2 separate regions of the Macaca mulatta genome follow, and region 1 is linked to region 2. Evidence: chromatin contacts called from public Hi-C data. All regions are on one chromosome and are shown on one strand. The core of a region is the stretch at or near the end of the contact, and the rest is flanking DNA. Distances in the headings are between cores, read along the strand shown. Region 1 holds the start of TKFC (triokinase and FMN cyclase). Region 2 holds the start of SDHAF2 (succinate dehydrogenase complex assembly factor 2).

What was found. A called contact is a pair of places that touch in the nucleus more often than the background predicts.
Region 1: a Hi-C map of blood shows a contact between it and region 2, with 6 times the contacts expected there. The contact joins the promoter of TKFC here to the promoter of SDHAF2 in region 2. A contact is called at or near these places in 5 of 14 Hi-C or Micro-C datasets (CD4 T cells, blood, cortical neurons and 2 more).

Annotation. Positions count from the first base shown.
Region 1 is chr14:12,707,052-12,710,076 of T2T-MMU8v2.0, reverse strand. TKFC (triokinase and FMN cyclase) reads left to right here and starts at 1,590. Exons shown (of 18, transcript XM_077962665.1): 1 at 1,590-1,699; 2 at 2,997-3,025. It overlaps DDB1 (damage specific DNA binding protein 1), which reads right to left and starts at 1,475. Exons shown (of 27, transcript XR_013403728.1): 1 at 1,278-1,475; 2 at 1-56.
Region 2 is chr14:12,615,652-12,619,150 of T2T-MMU8v2.0, reverse strand. It overlaps SDHAF2 (succinate dehydrogenase complex assembly factor 2), which reads left to right and starts at 2,190. Exons shown (of 4, transcript NM_001193692.1): 1 at 2,190-2,321. The coding sequence starts at 2,286. CPSF7 (cleavage and polyadenylation specific factor 7) reads right to left here and starts at 2,114. Exons shown (of 9, transcript XM_077962678.1): 1 at 2,053-2,114; 2 at 1,320-1,428.

The DNA.
Region 1 (3,025 bases), core at 341-2,840, 92 kb before region 2:
TAATCTCGTGTTTTTGGCAATCAACAGGTTTAAGTCTTCGGCTGAAGTAAAGTGTCCTGAAAGAACAGACCGTCTAACTTTTGAACTCAGGGGAAGGGCCTCCCATCCCTTCAAAATAATCCTATAACTTATGCCTAAATACCTCCAAAATTCTCATTTACTTCACATACTTCTCCAACTCCCTCCAGGTACTACTCCCCTTCTTATCATACCCGGCACCTCAAAGAGTCTCAGTTCATGCATTCAACAAAGCTACTTTCCTAATCAGACTAAGAAAACTGGACTGGACCTAAGAGCCGTGTGTCCTCCAACTGACAATGACTTCGTAATCCCTTCTCATGGCTCTCGTCCCTCAAATTTTACTGTTCCTATTACAGTTACAGTGGCAGGCTCTAATTGAGAATGCCGGAGAAAGTGTTCATTTCTTCCAGTGTTCATCTAAAGTCTCACAAAACTTTTATCTGACAGACCAAGTCAAATGAAAAGTCCCCGAGCTTTACACGAAAACACTGTTTTGTCCACACTCCCTGCCCTCCTGGTAGTCTACCAATACCCCCATCCACACTCAGCTACCTCCAACTCTGAAAAACAGCTTTGTTTTGGAATCGTGATTAGGGTGTATATAAACATGCAAGCTTGGGGTCGGCATATTCAGCTGAGAATGTGGGTTAAGAGGACTCTTCCCGGGTTCTGGACTTCGGTGTCCTTAACAGTCCAAGCGCATCGTCAATAAGGAAAACCCAGCACTGGGCCAGGCAAACCAAACCCTCTTCTCTAGCACGGCCCTCATGTAAACAACTGCCCCAGGCAAAGGGGTTAGCCTGAAGAGAGCTCCTCTCCCTCTGTAGGATAATGCGGGCATTCCTCACATCCCTCCACCTCCTGGGCCCCCCAGACATCCCCACAGGAAAATCCTGACCCCAAAGTCGCCATTACCACCTCCCCCTTTCCCGGCCACAGGAGGCCAATCTTCCGGGCCAAATAACACCGCACAACCAACTCACACTCCTCTGTCTCACTGGGCCCGCCCTGTCCTCGAGGCCGAGTGACCTCCCCAGGACGAAAGGGGACCCTCGAGAGCGGCTTCCAAGCCCCAAAAAGCGCGTACTGGGACGGCTCTTTCGAGGTCGCGGGGTTGGCGAGGTTCCTCGGCCGCCAGGGCCTTCCATTAGCCGAGCCGACTCCTGCCCGGCCGCCCCGGGGACCGCGGGCCTCCCTAGGCCGCGGCTCCCCCCAGCTCCCTCCCTCGCCGGGGTCTCCGGTCCCGGCAGCCTCACCGGTCACGCAGCCGTTCACGGCGGTGGGCTTCTGGGCCGTTACCACGTAGTTGTACGACATGTCGAGGCTTAGAGCGGCTCGTCGGGACGCGAGCGCGACACTAGAGAGACGGACACAAGCGAAGAGACAGGTGGCCCCCAACAGCGCGCAGCGAACTCCACTGCCGCTGCCTCCGCCCCAGAGACACGTTGCAGGCCAGAGCGGCCGGGGCGCGGGGCATCACGGGACGGCCTCACCTGGCCTCTTGGAGGACTCCCGAAGCCCGAGGCCGCCAACCGAAGGAGGCCCCGCCCCCGGAGGCGCCGCCTCGCCTCTTTCCGCCAGCGCCCGCAGGACCCGGATGAGAGCTCACCACTAGGGGTACCCGGGAAGTCGCGGAGACTTCGGAGGTGGCGGATGTGGCTGTGAGCTGGCGGGGGAGGTGCGCCAGTGTCCTCGGAGCTCGCCCGCGGACTCCCCACCCCGTTCCGCGCCCTTTGCCCTTCCCCGCATCCAGTCCTCTTTCTTCCGTTGCTCCAGGAGCCCTCGGGACTGTTCCTCCTTTTGGAACGGGAAGGACTGCGGAGGCCTAGAGAGGGAAGGGAGACGACCGCTATTCGTGCACATCCCAGACTAGAACCTTGCGTGCCTTCCTTTCACTCTCTCAGTTCCTCCAGATCTAGCTGGTGCCCTCGCCTGACGTTAGAACGACCACCGGCTCACCTCCTCCCTTTTGCGCGTTGATTCTTCAGACTTCGAAAGGCCCACTGGTCTGCTTGCCCAACGTGATTGGTGCCCCTATTACTCTACAAATTCGAACCTCAAACACAAAACCAACATTTCTCCGTAGGGAACCTTAATGAGCCAGGAGGGCAGTCAGCCCTGCAGCCTCCAGGGTGCCCCACATCAAACAGGCTCCCCGGGAACAAGAGGAGAACCACATGGCTTGGCACACTAGCAGAATGCCAGAGAGGAGCCAACCACCATTTTACAGATGGGGAAGCTGAGGCTTAGGGAGAAATTGGTTTACCTAAGACCCTCCGCCCAACCCCAAGTAGGCTGAGGCAGAGCTATGTTGATTCTTCCTATTGTGCACCCACACAGAGGCCAACACGCGGCTGAACCAGGCTGAACTGAGGAAAGCTAGAACGTCATCGTGGTTTACGTCTTGCCCTTGCCACAGCAGAGACTCTGCCTGACTTTGGAGGCACGGAATTATCAGTAGTAAACACACACTCCTGGTAGAAAAGCTAGACATGGATTTAGATCCTGGCTCCTACCTGTATGACCTTGGACAGGTCCCTAGAGCTCTCTGAGTCTGTTTGCCAGAAGTAAAATGGGTCACAAACCTGGCTAGCTCTCCCCATTCCCTGCCCTTTTGGTGCCAAGGACAGTGAGGGCAAGCGTGTGAAGAGCTTTGTTAACTTTTTCACTGCACGTGATGCCCGTGTAAAAGATAGTTATTCTGAGGATCACTGTTCTTTAGTGATGAAGTGGGTGCTGTTCCTGGGCATAAAGGCAGCCCTGTGCTTGACATGGATTGATCTGTCTTCTGGCAGCCAAGTGCAGGCGTGAACCTTGGTCAACCCCACACTCTTCTCCATCCGTAGCCCATGTACTAGAGTTTGGACTTGGACCGAAGTCTGGGGCAGCTCCCTAATTACTAGGGCGCTTAAGCGTGATTGTGCCAGTCGGCTGTGAGTGCCTTCTGCAGCTTGTACCATTACCCACTCCTGCAGGTGCTGCTGCTGCCTCCACTGTACTCAGA
Region 2 (3,499 bases), core at 941-3,440:
AGAGAATTTTTCTTGTGTTTTTAAGAGTCAGGAGGATCTTGCTCTGTTGCCCAGGATAGCGTGCAGCAGCCCAATCATGGCTCACTGCAGCCTTGCACTCCTGGGCTCAGGGAGTACCTCTTGCCTCACTCTCCAGAGCAGATGGGACTACAGGCACAAGCCACCACATCTGGTTGTGTTTTTTTTTTTTTTTTACATTTTTGTAGAGACTGCATCTTGTTATGTTGCCTTGGCTGGTATTGAACTCCTGGCCTTAAGCAATCTTCCCATCTCAACCTCTGGAGCAGCTGAGATTACAGTCAAGAGTCACCGTGCCCAGCTCTAGATAAATTTCTGTATAATGTTCCCTGGTACAATAAAAACAAATCCAACTGAGGGTCTGTGCATGAGTCTATATCTGTCATCTAAATGGTGTGTCTAACGTCTTTACCCTTTTATTCCCTCTAGAAAGACTAAAGTTAATCAATACAATTTATTATACCAAAATGCCTGTGGACTTCTCATGACTGGAGTCAAACTACTTATTTTTTTTTTGAGACGGAGTCTCGCTCTGTCACCCAGGCTGGAGTGCAGTGGCCGGATCTCAGCTCACTGCAAGCTCCTCCTCTCGGGTTCACGCCATTCTCCTGCCTCAGCCTCCCGAGTAGCTGGGACTACAGGCACCCGCCACTTCGCCCGGCTAGTTTTTTGTATTTTTTAGTAGAGACGGGGTTTCACCGTATTAGCCAGGATGGTCTCGATCTCCTGACCTCATGATCCGCCCATCTCGGCCTCCCAAAGTGCTGGGATTACAGGCTTGAGCCACCGCGCCCGGGCCAAACTACTTATAAAAGCAAGTAAAACTTAATTGGAATGGAGTTGAAACTAAATGTTAAAGTTATCTTTTCTACTTTGTCTTTGCACTGTTTCGGTGGAGGGGACTATACTTCTCCAGCTGCAGGCTGAGAATGTAAAGGAACAGGTATCAACACTGTCCTCATGAATACTGTAGCAAATGTACTTTTGATTTTTAAGTGTGGTTAGTCTGATATCCAACTTTGGCTTCCTGGGGAGTAAATTCTACAGGTTGATTCACCATTCTATTACACTTGTTTTTTATTTGCTCTTAAATCAAAGCCTTTAAAATTAAGCCTGGAGCTTCAAATTAACACAAAGAGGAACGGAGTGTAGTCTTTAAAGTTTCTGCAGGGGAAAAATTTTAGACCGGATAGACGCGTGTTCAAGCCTAGAACTGGTACAGCTTGAAACCACTGCCAGTTTGCTGAAAATGATTCCTCAGATGATCAAGGAAAATCCCAAAGCTCCTGATGACCCCTCACCTGGTTGAACTCCTCATCAGCATATATATCAATCAAGTCCACTCCTTCTGACATGGCTCCGGAAGGAAGATCGCGAGCCCGGAGGATGGACAAAGTAAGGAAGATGCCACTGCGGGATTCGGAAAAATGCAAGAATTAGAAGGCATGAGGGTCCTGGCCTGGGAGGAGGGCAATGGTTGCTAACCTCCCATCTCCAGAGACGCAGCATCCTAGCGGCCCGAGCTCGGCCCCACCCGCTCCGCCCCGCCCCCGGCCTCGCGCCGCCCCCCGCTCTCCCAGGCCGCCGGGGGTCGCTGCCCATCACCCTCGGGCCCGACCCGGGTAGCGCCGCGTCGGCGCCGCAGCTGCCTATGGCGCGACGGAAAAGTCCCACCTTCGGCTCCTAGGGGCCCTAGGACCGCGTTGCGAAGAAAGACCGCGGCGAAGCCCGCATCCCCTGTCCGTCGCACCTGCCTAGGCCCCAAAGCAGCTCCGGCCAGGGCCCCCGGGTGTCAAGCTACTCCAGCCGCCTCTGCTCCCCACCCAGGCCTACTCTTCGCCCCCAGCTAGGCCCGCCCCGCTCCCTCCCCACACACCCGGCCCGGCGCTCTCTCTGCCCCCTCCCTCAAAGGCCCGCGCCTCCCTCCGCCCGCAGACTCCGGCCGTCCCATCTCAACCGACCCCCTCCCCGCCTCAGCGCCGGCCCGGACCCCTCTTCCGGCCCAACCTGCCCCCGGCCGCGCGCCCCCGTTACCGGGAATATGGCGGCGGCAGCGGCGAGTCCGGACTAGGCCCGAAGCGCGCGAACCGCTCTCCGCCCCAGGTCCCGCCCCCCCCGCCGCCGGCGTCACACGCACCGCCACTTCCGGCATACGCAAGGACGCACCTTCCGCTTCAGGTCCTCCGTGGCTGCCGTAGTCGGCTGGCCGTGAGGCTAGGAGTTCCCGGAAGTGCCCGGGCAGCCGGTTTCCGGTGCAGGTGGGGAAAATGGCGGTGTCCACAGTGTTCTCGATTTCATCGCGGGTGAGGAGAGAGAACGTTCTAGCGTCCGGGGCGGGCGGCAGCGCGGATTACACTTTGTCTTCTTCTGTGGTCTCTATCTTGGGGAGCGTTCGTCTGCCCGATAGCCTAGGGCAAGGGCAGGCCCAGGGAGAGGCCGATTCTGCAGCTCAGGAAATAAAGGTCGCTTCCATTCTTTGGTGAGCCTACTGTGTGCCGGTCTGGAAATAACTGCTTAAACGATAAGTCATCGTCCAAGACTCAATTCACCTCTCACCTACGTCGCAGGTGGGGTTAGCCCAACTTCCTCTGGACGCCCCTTCTCCGCGTTCTTTAGTCGTTAATGCCTTTCGTGGTTTCACATAGTATCTTGAGCTCTTTGTTTTGTTTATAACGGACATATAATAATTGAACGTGTTTATGGGAGTACAGTGTAATGTTTTAATACGTGTGTACATTGTATAATCAAATCAGCGTAGTTAGCATGTCCATCACCGCAAATCTCTATCATTTCTTTGTGGTGATAACTTTTCAAGATCTTTTTCTAGCCATCTTGACATACACAGTACAGTGTTACTAGCTGTAGTCACTCTAATATGTAATAGAGCACTGGAACTTATTCTTTTTTCCTATCCTGCTCTTACAAAGTAACGAACTTTGTCTCTATCTTCCCCTCCTACCCCCATCCTTGTCTTTGTTCTTTTTTTTTTTTTTTTTTTTTTTTTTCCTATAGACCCAGGGACTTGATCTTTATTCTGTTTTGATGTAGGTGTTTACACTATAAACTTCCTTCTTAGTACTGCTTTTGTGGCATCTCACAATTTTGTATATGTTGGGTTGTAGTTTGTCTCAGGATGTTTCCTTTTTGTTTGTTTTTTGTTGTTTTCCTTCTTTTTTCTTTTTTTTTTTTTTTTTTGGAGAGACAGGGTCTCACTATGTTGCTCAGGCTGGTCTCAAACTCCTAGCCTCAAGTGATCCTCCCGCCTCAGCTTTCCAAAAAGTTCTGGGATTACTGGCGTGAGCCACCATTCCCGGCGTGTCTCAAGGTATTTTCTAATTTTCCTTTTGATGTCTTCTTTGACTCATTGATTATTCAAGAGTGTGTTGTTTAATTTCCACATATTTGTGAATTTTTCAGCTTTTCTTTTGCCATTGATTTCCAGGTTTTAATAAAATGTCTCTTGTACAGCATATAGTTGAAT